Regions from separate parts of the Zea mays genome. Here all the other regions are linked to region 1. The links are chromatin contacts, called in public Hi-C maps. All regions are on one chromosome and are shown on one strand. The core of a region is the stretch at or near the end of the contact, and the rest is flanking DNA. Distances in the headings are between cores, read along the strand shown. Region 1 holds the start of LOC542687 (SNF1-related protein kinase). Region 2 holds the start of LOC100283609 (rhodanese-like family protein). Region 3 holds the start of LOC100273620 (jasmonate-regulated gene 21).

The links. A called contact is a pair of places that touch in the nucleus more often than the background predicts.
Region 2: a contact with region 1 is called in a Hi-C map of ear, with 4 times the contacts expected there. The contact joins the promoter of LOC100283609 here to the promoter of LOC542687 in region 1. A contact is called at or near these places in 3 of 25 Hi-C or Micro-C datasets (bundle sheath, ear and tassel).
Region 3: a contact with region 1 is called in a Hi-C map of bundle sheath, with 1.9 times the contacts expected there. The contact joins the promoter of LOC100273620 here to the promoter of LOC542687 in region 1. A contact is called at or near these places in 2 of 25 Hi-C or Micro-C datasets (bundle sheath and ear).

The regions. Positions count from the first base shown.
Region 1 is chr1:44,175,307-44,180,103 of Zm-B73-REFERENCE-NAM-5.0, reverse strand. It overlaps LOC542687 (SNF1-related protein kinase), which reads right to left and starts at 2,097. Exons shown (of 11, transcript NM_001112203.1): 1 at 1,983-2,097.
Region 2 is chr1:44,790,820-44,795,616 of Zm-B73-REFERENCE-NAM-5.0, reverse strand. LOC100283609 (rhodanese-like family protein) reads left to right here and starts at 1,896. Exons shown (of 2, transcript NM_001156510.2): 1 at 1,896-2,396; 2 at 2,505-3,043. The coding sequence starts at 1,951. The coding sequence ends at 2,697. It overlaps LOC100191466, which reads left to right. Exons shown (of 8, transcript NM_001136899.1): 7 at 367-519; 8 at 616-1,198. The coding sequence ends at 756.
Region 3 is chr1:44,727,819-44,732,615 of Zm-B73-REFERENCE-NAM-5.0, reverse strand. LOC100273620 (jasmonate-regulated gene 21) reads right to left here and starts at 2,730. Exons shown (of 3, transcript NM_001148036.1): 1 at 2,360-2,730; 2 at 1,875-2,211. The coding sequence starts at 2,673.

The DNA of each region.
Region 1 (4,797 bases), core at 848-3,347:
GATTCATTACCCGGTAGAAATATAGATCATACTTGGTGTACAATGCTCCTAATTGCCCCCACAACATAAATTATTGAACTTAATTACGGATATAAAACTATGTAAATGCTCAAATCCATTCTATTTAAGAATAAAAAGGAATGCCATCATGCATTTATGCGATCGCATCCTCCCATAAGCCATACCAAAGCCTTTGCAGGCCTTTGTCCTCTACAAAACCTCCTAAGCCATCCCATCAACCATTAACCATCAACGTAGCCTTTTAGTCTCAAGCAAGTTGGGGTAGGCTAGAGTTAAAACCCACAAGAAGTCACCAAAAAGAGAAAGAGAAAGAAAAAGGGGAGGAGGAAGAGCTTTTGAAAGCACTAAAAGGGAAAAGTCCTAATCATGGTTCGGGCACGTGGATAACTTATTTTCAAGCACTTCTATCAAACACAACTCCATTGAGATATTCCATTCCTTCAAGTCACTTTTGATTGACTCCTCCCATGTCAAGTTTGGTCGTCCTCTACCTCGCTTCACATTATTGTCCTGTCTTATGATGCCTCTGTGCACCGGTGCCTCTAGGGGTCTACGGTGGACATGGTCAAACCATCTCAACCTATCTCAACCGGTGTTGAATAAGCTTTTCTTCAATTGGTACTGCTCCTAGCCGATCGCGTATGTTATCGTTTCTCACTCGTCCAATCTTGTGTGCTCACATATCCAACGCAACATACGCATCTCTGCGACACTTAGTTGTTGGATATGTCGTCTCTTAGTAGGCCAACACTCAGCCCCATATAACATAGCAAGCCTAATCGCCATCCTGTAGAACTTGCCTTTCAACTTCTATGGCACTCTCTTGTCGCATAGGACTCCTGATGCTTGACGCCATTTCATCCACCCCGCTTTGATCCTATGGCTAACATCTTCATCAATATCACCATCTCTTTGTAGCATCGATCCCAAATAATGTAAGGTGTCCTTCTTTAGTACTACCTGGTCTCCCAAGCTTACATCTCCATCCTCATTAATTGTAGTACCAAAGTCACATCTCATATACTCAGCTTTGGTCCTACTAATTCTAAATCCTTTTGACTCTAGGGTCTGACGCGGTAACTCTAGCTTTCTATTTACTCCTTCCCGGCTTTCATCTACTAGAACTACAAAACCTCTTAAGCCATCCTAGGAAAGTAGAATTCCCGATTACAGCACAACCTTTATAGTGCCTGCTCAGTGCTCACTGGATCTCGTCCATGGATGTTCAGGCCTTGCATCCACAATATTTAATAGGTGGTGCAAAAAGTAGATTAACACAGCAAGAGCTCCCTTGGTGCTGGAAAGAGATTAGTAAGCAATGGAATCATGTTGGTTTAATTCCTTTCAAAAGCCCTAACCAGCAGAGGTAACCCGGCCACCTCAGACAAATAGATCGATAACGGCAGCACCTAATTCGCATGAGTACCTAGTATCAAGAGTCAAAACGCTTAGTATTAACACGTGAATCTGCACGCAGAGCACACTCCAGTGACCAATCAGCTACTACGGTTTCATCTATACAAGAAACGGACGGGATATATAAATCGGAATCGCTCGGTCAGATAGGCGTTCAGTTCAAAAGCTAAAAATTGAGGAAAGTGAGGTCGACTGTACGTTCAATCGACTGAGAAACTATAGACGCAAGAGATCGCATGGAAGCAACCAAGCGATGAGAGCCTAGCCGGGAAGAATCCAGATAACGACACTAGAGAGCACTTCCTTACAGACCTGGTGGGCTGGTGTTGCGTCCGTGGAGACGAACACCGCCTCGCTCTAACCGTCCGTCAATATCCTCGCCCTCCCCAAGGAAATGCGACAGCGAGCCCACCTTGATCCGCAACTCAAAACCAACCCCCGAATCCCCCGACAATTATTCCCCCAGTTCCGAATCCGAAGAATCGAAGCAGGAGAGCCGTGCGAACCAGGAGGAAATCCACGAGAACAGCAAGCAGCGTGGTTACCTTACTTACCGGGTTCGCCGGCCCTCGACAGGTCAACCTTCCTGCGCGCGGACGAGCGAGTGCGGGCGGAGACGGGGAGAACACCTACGAGTGGGAGAGCGGGGCGGAGAGGGCTTTTGGACTTGGGGGCGTATGCCCGGCTTTGGTCCGATTCCGGGGGGCGGAGCGCGGAGGCTTTAACCCGGTGTTAGGTTAATTTTAATCGTCCGCCCTAGGCCGGGTTGGGCGAGGAGGCGGCGTTACCGGGGGAAGATCACCGTCGCGCTGACGTGGCAGCTCGCTCGCCCGGCCGCGCCCGCGATTCGGTCTTTCCGTCGTTTTGTGGCTCCTCTAGAACTTTTTTTTTCCCTTCTCTTTTTTGTCGTGTGCGTGTGTCCGTTTTTATTCCTGGATGGCGTAGCCGGGCCGGACGACGGCTGGGGCTTGTCGGAGGTGCTTTTGGTCGCAGGTGGAGTGGGGACTGGGGAGCTGACACGGCGCTGATGCGGTGCGGCTTCGGAGTACGGTTGTATCCGACGAGGAGGATCTGTGGATTGGTCGCGTCCTGCACGTGGTGAATGGTTCTCCTGGTTTGTTAACCCACAGTCCACACACGCATGACGCCATTGACGCGATCCCTGGCGGGCGGCGGCGGCACATTTGTGCTGCTCCGCAGTTCTTAGCTGTCGTGATCTCGTGGCTGATGGCCATCGGCCGGCCGATCCCTTAGGGCTTGTTCGGTTATTTCAATTCCATGTGGATTAATGTGTATTGGGATGGATTGGAATGGATTTTGACTTGATATGGATTTAAACCGACTCAATATCACCCAATCCACATGAATTGACCGCGAAACGAACAAGGCCTTAGCTAGCTCGACTTATAATCAGCTCGTTTCGAGTCGATTCGTTTTAATTTTATCATGAGATGAGTTTTATAATATTAACAAGTCAGTTCGAGCTTCATCGATCTGAGCTGGCTCGATATCCAGTCCTACTCATCATCGTCCGACGTAGGAGACATGGTATTATTAAAATATTTCCACTCACATTAGTGATGCGAGAGATTAACAAGGTTAAATGTGCCCTCGTGACATGTCCCTACTCGCTAAGACCTTTATTAATACTGTAGGATAATACCATAAAGTGAGTGCCCCTCCAATCACTACTACTCCTTATGTCTTTAGTGTAGACGTCCACAGTAGCTTTGTTCTGCCATAGCGCGCTCCGCCGCACCCCCGGTCCCCACGCCCGCAATCCCCGCCGCCGTCCTCGCGGCCGCCGCGCCCGCAAATCCCTACAGTAGCTGCAGCTTCATAAGCTGCCTCGCCATCATCGCAGGAATCATCGCGTCGTAAGCCGCCCGCCATCATCGCCCCTCGCACCTTCCTTCGCCAACAATCACAGATCGCCCCGCATTCGTGCTCCCCTCGCGTAATCCTAGGAAACCTTCATCGCCTCGTGTCCGTGCTCCTGCCCCGGCCCACCTTCCTACAGCAGCTGCAGCTCCCTCCGGCCTCCGGTGGTCTGGCACACCGCCTCCTCGCCCAGATCCGTCCGTGGTCCACCCCTCCTGCCCTCGCCCTGTCCTCGGCGCCCCTCGCCTTCGTACCCTCGTCCTCGACCCGCACCCTCGCGCAAGGATCCCCTTCCGCTTCTTCCACCGCCCGCTTGGAGTCCAACACCCGCACACGGTGGTGCTGGGCACTGCCCCGCCGGTTCTCGGTCGCATAGGGACCCACGACCCGTCGCCCGCGTAAGGCGGATACTCGCTGAGCGTGCTCGGAAATATCCTCGCGCCGGTGGGGAGCTCCGGCTCCAGGAAGAGCATTGTGGTGCTGGGCACCGCCCCGCCGGATTCAGTCGCACAGGGACCCGGAAGCTCGGGTGATCCGCCTCTCCCTCCCTCCACCATCGCGGCCATCTACCAGGTTCGTGTCACTGAGATCCCACTTCTCCTGCATGCCGGCCTCTGTACCCCAGATCCCACTTCTCCGTAGCAATCCACCGCGTGCTGCTGCCGTCGAACCAGTCCACGTCGAGCGGCTATGTGTTCCAGAGCGACAGGGTGTCCTTCTCCGGCTCCTCATCGTTTGACGGCTCCAATTCCTTCTCGTTCCAGACGCTCCAGCTGTGCCAGTACTCGACCGCTGGACGGTGGCGCCTACTTCTTCGTGGGCGCCAACTCGCAGGTGTTCGCCAACACGGGCACGCTGGTCACGTGCGTCAACAACTTCCCCAAGACCCGCGACGTGGGGCTCGGCATCCTCAAGGGATTCGTCGGCCTGTACGGCGGCGAGGACGCTGAGTCGCTCATCCTGCTCGTCGCCTGGCTCCCTGCGGCCGTGTCCGTCGCGTTCGTCCACACCGTCTGCTACATGTTGTACCCGCGGTGGTGGGCAGGAGACGAGCTCCGACCCTTCTTCTGCTTCCTCTACCTGTCCATCGCGCTGGCGTGCTTCCTCCTCGTCATGATCGTGGTGCAGGGGCAGGTGCCCTTCTCCCGCGCCGCGTACGGGGTCGCCGCCGCGCCACTGCTCATCCTCCTTTATGACCACGTACGTGGTGCAGGGGCAGGTGCCCTTCTGCTCGTCATGTTGCTTTTTACTAGATTTTGATTCTTCTATTTAAATACCCAAACTGTTGACTGGTATTGTACATGCATAATATTTGGGAGGAATCAATATCACCTTTCTATGGTTTGATTGCTATGAAATATTTCATTAAATCACTTGATCTTAATAGGAACTTGGAGAGGACTATCAAGTCCTAAGTGATCTGGGAAAAAGGAGACTTATGATAAGTGTGGAAAGGTGGGTATTCCCAGTAAGTCCCGA
Region 2 (4,797 bases), core at 647-3,146, 620 kb before region 1:
TCTGTAATCTTGTTTCTAATCAAGTTTTATTTTACCACTAAGATCATATCTTGGTTGCTAAGTTGACGCACATTCTTTCTTTTTAGCAAACCATTGTGGCCATGTTCGGTTGCAAGAGGACTGGAGGGGATTGAAGGAGATTAAATCCCCTTCTATTTAATTTTGACTAGGAAGAGATTTAATCCTCTCCAATCTCTTCAATCCCTACGTAACCGAACAAGTTCTGAAAGGAACCTGATTAATTAGTTTAGAACTGTAACATAAGCAGAATGCCAGAATTAGTTGTGTTATATCTTCCCTGCACTTAAGCATGTGTAGAAGCTGCCTAATGTCATGAATATCCTATATGTCCATTTTTTCCTCCAGGGATATGGAAGAGCACTTTGGTTAATGCATGGTTTTTATAAAGCCAATGGCGGTTGCGGTTACGTGAAAAAACCAGATTTCTTGATGCAAACTTGTCCAGATGGAAAGGTGTTTGATTCGAAGGCAGATTTGCCGGTGAAGGCAACATTGAAGGTAGATGGTGTGTTTCTTCCTCTCTCTCTCTCTCTTTTTTTTTAAAAAAAATTTCTTTGGGTTTCAGAAATGGGTTGATTCGGTAGCGGTTTGCAGGTCAAGGTGTACATGGGGGAAGGTTGGCAAAAGGACTTCAAGCAGACACATTTCGACTCATACTCACCTCCAGATTTTTATGTAAAGGTCTGTTCACTCGTTGAGCCCGTGCCAACGTTTAGAAGTCAGCGATGCCTATAGATCGTCCGAAGCAGTCACGCCAGGACTGGAACATGAGGGCGCATCGCTAATTTGGTTCGGTTCGCCAACAGGTTGGCATCGCCGGAGTTCCATTAGACTCGGTGATGAGAAAGACGAAAGCCGTGGAGGACAGCTGGGTGCCGGTGTGGGAGGAAGAGTTCGCCTTCCCGCTGACCGTACCTGAGATCGCGGTACTCCGCGTGGAGGTGCACGAGCAGGACGTGAACGAAGACGACTTCGGCGGGCAGACGGCGCTGCCTGTGGCGGAGCTGCGGCCAGGGATCCGCGCCGTGCCGCTGTTCGACCACAAGGGGCTCAAGTTCAAGAGCGTCAAGGTCCTCATGAGCTTCGAGTTCGCGTAGCGTCCCGCAGCGTAAAGCGATTATGCTGTCATGTGCGTCGATCGATGTTTGTTTGCAATAAGAATCGACTTTTTTTCCTCTGTTATTAGGAGTCCCATGCCGGGTTTTTTTTGTACAGATGCATTTCCGCTAACTATGTACAAACGGGTCACCTGACACGAACCCAGCCAAAGCACGGTCCATTTGCATCAGGGCAGCCACGACACGACGTGCCACTAGACCGTGCGGAGCTGGGTTCCGTACCTGTCTAACGGTCCAGACATGGCTTGCTGGGTCGTTTTCCGTGGCGATTTAGCCTAATGAGCATGGGCTTTTTGGCGGGCCGGACCGATTCAAAGCCCACGAAGAACGAGAGATGGCCCGTGATGGAGCTTAGGGGTCGAGCACGGGGCTGCGGAGCTGTCGGTGTCGGAGGCCGTGCAGAGGAGTTCTAGCGATACCAGCGTCCTCTCGGCTGTGGCCCCCACTAGCTAGGACGCAAATCAACGAGCGGAGATCTCGTCGAGCCCCGCCTCATCTATTAAGACGGATCGTACGGCCATGAGATGCAGATAGGGGTGGTAATGGATCGTGATCCAAATAGTTCTTCACAAAATGTCAAGGCCCTAAATAAATTATAGTTCAAAAATGACTAGAAATAAAGCCCGATCCTAACCCGCTTCGATCCTTAAATCTTATAGTGCAAAAAGTATAGCCCATTGTCAGCCCTAGATGCAGTGTGCAGTGTACCGACGGTGCGGATTGGACCTGAAATATCATCCAGATAAGAGTGACATGGAAACGAACGCGACTGAGCGAGGCCTCAATTGACAAGCAGCAAGTGGAAGTGGGCATGGCTATGGGTGCTGCGGCGGCCGCATCCACCTGCACCAGGCCCGCGTCCCCTGGCCTGGCCCGACGTCGCGTCAGGGCGCAGGCGACGTCGTCGTGGGCCGGAGGCGCCGAGGCGCTGGTGCGGTCGGGCGCGGTGAGGGCCGTGCGGCCGAGGGACGCTGCGGAGGCGCTGGGCGGCGAGGGGTTCCGCCTGCTGGACGTCCGGCCGGAGTGGGAGCGCGCCCGCGCCAGCGTGCGGGGCTCGGTGCACGTGCCGCTGTTCGTGGGGGACGACGACATGGGCCCCGTGACGCTGCTGAAGAAGTGGGTCCACTTGGGCTACATCGGGCTCTGGACCGGCCAGGCCTTCACCAAGATGAACGAGCGCTTCGTCGACGACGTCGCCGCCGCCGTCGACGGCAGCAAGGACGCCAAGCTTCTCGTCGCTTGTGGCGAAGGCCTCAGGTAAAATGACAAGACTACGCATTAATTCTTCACAAGCTAGGTCGTGCGTGCAACAAGTTACAAGTTACTACTCATTTCGTTCGTGGTGTTCAAATTTCAACTCACAAGGTCGTTGATCGCGGTGAGGATGCTGCACGACGACGGGTACAGGAACCTGGCGTGGCTCGCCGGCGGGTTCAGCAAGTGCGCGGACGGCGATTTCGCAGATGTGGAGGGGGAGAGCAAGCTGCAGTACGCCACCATCGGGGGCGCGTCCTACATCTTCCTCCAGATCCTGCTGTTTCTGGGAGTGGTGAAATGATCCGTTCGATCGATGTTGTTATGACTTCCTCGGCCGTTCGATCTGGTCTGTTTTGCTTTTTGCTAGTACTACCGTTGTCAGATGTTGTACTGCATTGCATATGCGAACAGCATGTCGGTGGCAGTGGTAGAGCTACTGAGCTAGGCGCGCACACATTTGACATTCCTATCTCGTCCCTCTCGTGTTCAGGACCCTTAATGTACATGTTCAGGACCCTTAAGGCAATCGGCTCTTAATTTGATTTGCGGCCCCTAATGTACATGTTCAGGACCGGTCGTAGGCCCCTAACGTGCATGCACGGCTGAGAAGTGAGAAACAAAAAGAAATGAGCATTGCAAGTTGTGTTTTTATACCATGGAAAGGCACTGCAGGTTACAGAGGTTGAACCTTTATATATATTTTTATTGAAACTACCTAGATTGGATCCGAATTCCTCGAATTCCTGAGGGGATTTAGGATGTGTATGGTTGATTTCTAACGGAACAGGATATTTAGGATGCTCCCACTCCACCAAAATGATCAGACGCGAACACGCTCCTCCCTCTTCTCCATCCACACTCATATGACACTTCAACCAAACAATGAACAACGTGGTGTGAGCGAATCGTCACCAAGGCAAGCTGGGAGCAAGTCTGTACCAAGGAAAGCATGTGCCGGACAAGAAATAGGTCCAAGCGGGCCTCGACGAAGCAACATGCACAGGAAGGAAAATGCCAAGGTGGTTGGGCCAGATTGGGTGAACACAATAGAGTAGAGGAAGCATATATGCCGGTAGAAACGAGAGAGAGGGTTATGCATGTATCAAATATTATTCTCCTACTTCTCCAAGGTGCTGTTTGGTTCAAGAAATGTAAAGCAAATGGTAATGGTAATGGTTTACGCTCGATTACTGGCGGTAACAAATTTGAATAGGCTGGTATCAATTTTTAGTGTGGTATCTTATTACAGTTGGACTAAAACAAACATGATTTAACGTTTTCAGTTACCCATTACGTTACAAATATGTGAACCAAACGACACCCAAGTCTCTCCTACGCCCCTTCTCATCTACTCTGGAACTGTAATAATTCGTACACTGAGATGCTTGAGTGAGAGGTTAACAAGTGGTATCAAAGCCACCGATTCTCGGGCTCTTTCTTGTGTTGAAGCTCGAACTGATGCAGTCGGTGGCACATTCGTATCTGACACGTTTTCGGCGAAAGCAAGTGGTGACGAATCCAGATACGTAGATCGTTCTCAACGAAATTGTGAGGCGGTTCAAGAAGCATGACACCAAGTGGGATCGATGTTTTGCCAATCAGGAGACAAGCTAGGAGGCCACATTCTCGGAGTTCACGACAGAGCAGAAGGAGTGCGTCAAAGGTGTCGAGAAAGCAGTCAGGGTATTCGATGAATGGAGCCTCAGTTTCTAAGGTGTCGTCGACGACCGGCGCTTGGAGGTTGGCAAGTTATCCAAGAACTGGGAGTGCGTAGTCGTCGAGAAGTTTTCCCTTATGCCGGGCGTTCTTGCTCCTGCCCTGGTGGCTGCCGAGTGCCCACCTGGTGGATCCACATGCAACTCGCCCCATGGGCACTGCATCGACAAGCACTACTGGGAGGATGGATTTGGGTCCGTCACCACCCTCATCCCTCCCTCGATCAAGGGTATGCCCCCGCTGCCCTCTCCAGTTTCAGTTCCGATGTTGGGTGAGCCCCGGGAGTTTCCGTCGGAGCATCATCGCAGGAAGTGGTCATGTGGCGGAGGTCCGTTGATGGCGAGCCATGACAATTTGCCTAAGTTGAATTTTCTGGTTTTTAATGGTGAGAATCCGAAACTGTGGATTTGGCGGAATTACGATTACTTTGAGTTGTACGAAGTTGAACCATCCCTCTAGATCAAAGTGGCCTCGTTGCATTTTGTTGGGACGGGTGCATGTTAGTTATCTTCTCTGGATGAAAACTTCAGTGCATGGACTTGGTCTTCATTATGTCAGTTGCTATTGGAACGATTAGGAAAGGATGAATACGAATTGTTTATCCACAAGCTTTTTCGTATTTATTAAATAGCTTCTGTGTCGGAATATGTTGAGCAGTTTATGGCACCGGTAGATAACCTGGTAG
Region 3 (4,797 bases), core at 1,481-3,980, 550 kb before region 1:
TCAGGGGATAGCAGGGCCGATCCTAGAGGGGGGCAAGTGGAGCCGCCGCACCGGGCCTCCGATTTTGGAAGGGCCCCAAGTAATATACATGTATATATAATCTTAGATTTTTTGAGTATGTTCGGCAAATAGATCTGTATCCAAATATTTCAATCGTTCATTGGATATTATTTACTGTGCTTGTGACTGTGGCATCGGCTTAGAGAAGCTTTTTAAAGTTAAAATTGTTGAAGAACTATTAAGGTCAACAATGTCTCAAGATCGCCTCAACGGATTGGCTACTTTATACATTGAGAAAAATTATTAGACGAGGTTGGTAGCAACAATATTATCAATGACTTCGCATCAAGAAACATTAAAAGAATTTTTTGAGATAATATGTAGAAAGATTCGAAGTTGTTTTGATATATTATAGATTTTTATCATTCAAAAATTTTGCTTATGTACTTAGAAGAAAGTGTATATATATATATATATATATATATTATAGACTTTTATCATTCAAAATTTTTTGAGGGCTCTAATTTTTTGTTTCGCCCCGGGTCTATGAAACCTCAGGACCGGCCCTGGGGGATAGCATGATACAACCGAGGGACTTCGTCTCGGTTTTCCAAGTAAAAGAGTTAGTTAAAAGACTGCATGATACAACTCTGAGCCTTTAAATCATTAATGTAGTCAAGTCACAATTATGTATAGAGAGTCATGTAGAGATGAGCTCTTCGCGAATAGGCTGTATCTTGATTTTTTTTCACTTGGCCCCCTAAAAATCCCATAAGAGACACCTCATTTAATTGGATTGTACATGCCCTTAGTCTTTATCTATATAAGTAGTTTTACAATTAGAATATATTTAATACCTATAATTTTACTCAAATTTTTGATGCGACCGGGACTAAATTTTAGGCCTCCTTTGGATTTGGATTGTACGAATTTTTTTCTCGTGTTCCTTGTGTCTTTTCGGTGAAAATAAACTACTTTCTATAAATTTCAGTATAATTCGTGTGAAATTCCTACATTCTAAAGGAAGTCTTAGTTGGGTGAAACCAAACACCCTATAAATCAATCTTTATAACTGTGCACATAACATACATAAAATCCATTAACTAGGAGTATAACCTGCTGATTTCCCCTTGGCCATTATATCTGTGACACACGTAACAGACACAAGATCCCTCTTTTTTTGTGTATGGGCAATATTTTTGGCATGTTAAGGCTCTGTTCTAAATCTCTAAAGCTAATTGCTAGTTAGTTAATAAGTTATTATATAGGTAGGTTGAAATAGCTAAGAACTAATAACTATTTGAGAGGTATAGCTAACAATTAATTAGCTGACTCATTCTAAATCTCTCAGCCAATTTTAACTGCTAACTATTATTTTTAGAAGTTTGATACAAGGCATAAGAAAATTCTACTAGTACCTGGTGGGTAAGGACATGTGTTGGATGGCTTATGTCCAAACAAAAATGGTCCAACATATGTACATATCGGTCCATGCTTTTGTCGCAAATCTTGAGTCCTGACATATGATCAATCAGATCCGGGGACGCTCTGCCTCAGTTTTGAAGCGCTTCTTTTCTTGATGCCGCCGTGCTGGTCCTGGGAACACGTGTCGCCGTCTTTACGTTCGTCATATAGTGTGTTTCTTTTGGTTGTTTAGTTTTTTTTAATTTCTGGATATCTTTGCGGCTTAATAAGATTGGTGCACATGCGATGCGACGTCGTTATTACACTAGCCAATCGTCTCTCTCTATTATGAAATATAATAACCGCTATTCAGTCTATTATTTTCTTTTTGCCCCAAGAGACATGATTTTTTCTTTTACGTATATACCACGTGCACATATGTAAGACCGACCATTATGATTATTGCGTACCTGGATCTGGTCGCCGACGTTGACGATGAAGGCGTCGGGGACGGGTTCGACGACGATCCACTGGCCGTCGGGGCTCCTTACCTGCAGGCCCTTGACGTGGTCGTCCACCAGCAGCATGGTCATGCCGCCGGGGTCGGAGTGCCCCGCTACGCCCAGCGTCAGCTCTGGCTGCGGGCACTGCGGGTAGAAGTTGACCCGCAAGCACGCCCCTTCGCCGCCCTCTCCGCCGAACGCCGCCTGCAGTCTCCCGGCTTCCAGCCCCAGCCCGCTGGAGAGCAGCCGCATCACCCTCCGGCACAGCTGCAACACTTCCTCGCCGTACTCCTCCGTTGCCCCCCTGCAACGACGACCATGCACGTCCCGTGCAAGCATGCATGCATAATGAGATCAACGAACTAGGGCCCGAACGGAACGGTGCTAGCTTGGTCGACGATACAAGTATAGAGCGCAAGCATGCAGTGCAGTGTCTGTTTTTTTTTTTTTACCGTAGGGAGGAAGGCAGGGAAGGCCACTTCTCGTGGCTCTTGAGGGAAGCCGGCAGCAGATGGAGGAAGTAGTAGTCGCCCCAGTCCAGCGGGCCGCCCTTGGCGGTGCCGAGGCGGCTGCCGTAGCCCTCGTACGTCGCCGGCGAGTTCGCGTAACGCTCGCGCACCTCCGCGGGCTGCCGGAAGAAGCCACGCCACGCCGCGCGCGCGCCGCGCAGCAGCTCCGGGCGGACGCCGTGGTTCACTGCCTGGAAAAAGCCCCACTCCCGGCACGCCGCCGCCACGGCGCTGGATGTCGCGTCCACGTCTAGCATTGACAGGTCTACGACTGGGATATTCGGGCCGCTGCCATCGGAGGCCGGTGAGAGCCGGGGCCGCTCCGACAGGGGCTTCACATACCGCTCGGGGATCGTGTCGCCGCACGTGTCAGACACAGCCTGGACGCGCACCACGGGCTCCGGCCAGCCGGCGCCGCCGTTGAAGCAGCTTATTGCCATCGGCCGGGGAGCTGCTGGCTTAAGACAAAACCGCCCTGTATATTGTGTGCACAACTTACACTTGCACACTCATGGCATATATTTGTTGATATATAGCGGTCGCAATTGTACACGTGATGGTCCAGAGAGCTGAGATGTCTAGTAATAATAATACCGTATTTTACCCCCTTTTATAAATCAAAGGATAAGGGAGAGACATTGTGGCTTTGCGATCATCATTGGAGTGTTGAATATAAAACTTCAACTAGCTAGCTAGTGGCCTTGAAAGCAACATGCATGGCTAGGGAAAATAAAGCACGTGCTCAAAGAATAAATAGTAGTACAATATATATAAAAAGGTTAGCTCTGTCTGTGTAATGTAATCATTCTTGGATTTTGTGGTCACGGAGGTATACCACCACACACAGCACTCCTGTTGCAATTTGTGCACTTCATCTGATCATCACCAATTGCGGCCACAGTAGGATTTTTTGTTAGTCAAATATGTTTTGTTTGGCAATCGGTTTTTCAAATTTCACATGGACAGGTAACCTAGCTTCTTTTCATTCCTAAGCTTGAGCTACATATCTATGCGCCTGTTTGGTATATTTTTTCTAAACAACTTTTTTTTTGAGAATCTGAATTTCTGAATAATCTAGGTGTCACGAGAATCTAAATTCGCGAGCCTTGTATGCAGAGTTGTTAAGATTTATGGGTTAGGCCCAACTTGAGAAAATCAAATAAATCACAGGAAAATCTCAAAAGCCCATATAAGTATGGCTAGGGAATAGATGGAACTAATAGCACCATATTGCTAGTTCTAGTAGAGTAGAGCTAGCTTAAATATGGAAGCCACACTCACTCACCAAGTCATGGATGAGAGGAGAGAGTGTGGAGAGCCACACACGTGTGCGCGCTCGCTCGCCTGGCCGGCCCAGGGCGGGGGCAAAGGGCGCACGACATGCGCGTGAATGGTCCGCCGAAATCATGGTCCGCTGAAATCCGGCCCCTCGCCTTGCGGGGGCGCAGTTTCCTTTTGCCGTTTGAATTTTTGGTTACTTGGCTGTTAAGTTTAGAATCCTAACCGATCGCTATAAAATCTAAACTGAACGCGAGATTTTCGCGGGCGGATAAGATCAAAGGTAGCTATCTGGTTGCGGATTCGGCACTATAAATAGCGCCTGACAGCCAGCATCCAATTCATCCCAGTTTCGCTTTCGTCTCTCTTCATATCTGAGCCGCCTTCCAGTTCCCTTCATCCCGACCGCAGACGTGCATCTGCGATCAGGAGAGCAGGTCTCCGGAACCCTTCGTCTTCTAGATCCTGCACCGGGAGAGGGCGAATAAGGTTTTTGGGAAGCGTCTTCATGCGACTGCTCGTGATCTTCTGACGTCGTCGACCCTGCTGATTCCGGCGCGCGCCATCTATCAGTATGTCTAATTAGTACGCATCATCTGATTTGACTTTTTACTTCAGTTCTTCTGATTTGGTCATGATTTATATTCAGAATTTAATCCGGAATTTGTCTAATTATTCAACAAGAGTAAGGTGAAAGATCCGTAGGGTTTTAGAAAGAAAAAGCAACATGTTCCTCTTATCGCGCCGACTCGGCAAATTCTGTATTCACGTTGATTTAGCGATTTAGGTGATTTTCATAGAAGCGATTCTCACCGAATCAGTCTGAGAAGTGAAGCGTTTGGCGGTCAAGAACCGATTCTGAGTGCCAGAATCCGGCTAGAATCCGAAACAAACAAGCCCTCTAAGAAGGATGAAATTCTCTCCTTTAAATCACCCGTCACTCTCTTTGTCTCCGTCTATTGCTCCACTCACTCTCAAGCATAAGAGTCTTTGCCCGGTTTTATAGGAGTCCTAGTTATTTTACTATCCCGTTCGTGTTCATGATCCGTAGTAACAAAAGAATTAATAACATGCGTCTACACAGACCAATTCCAAGACATACA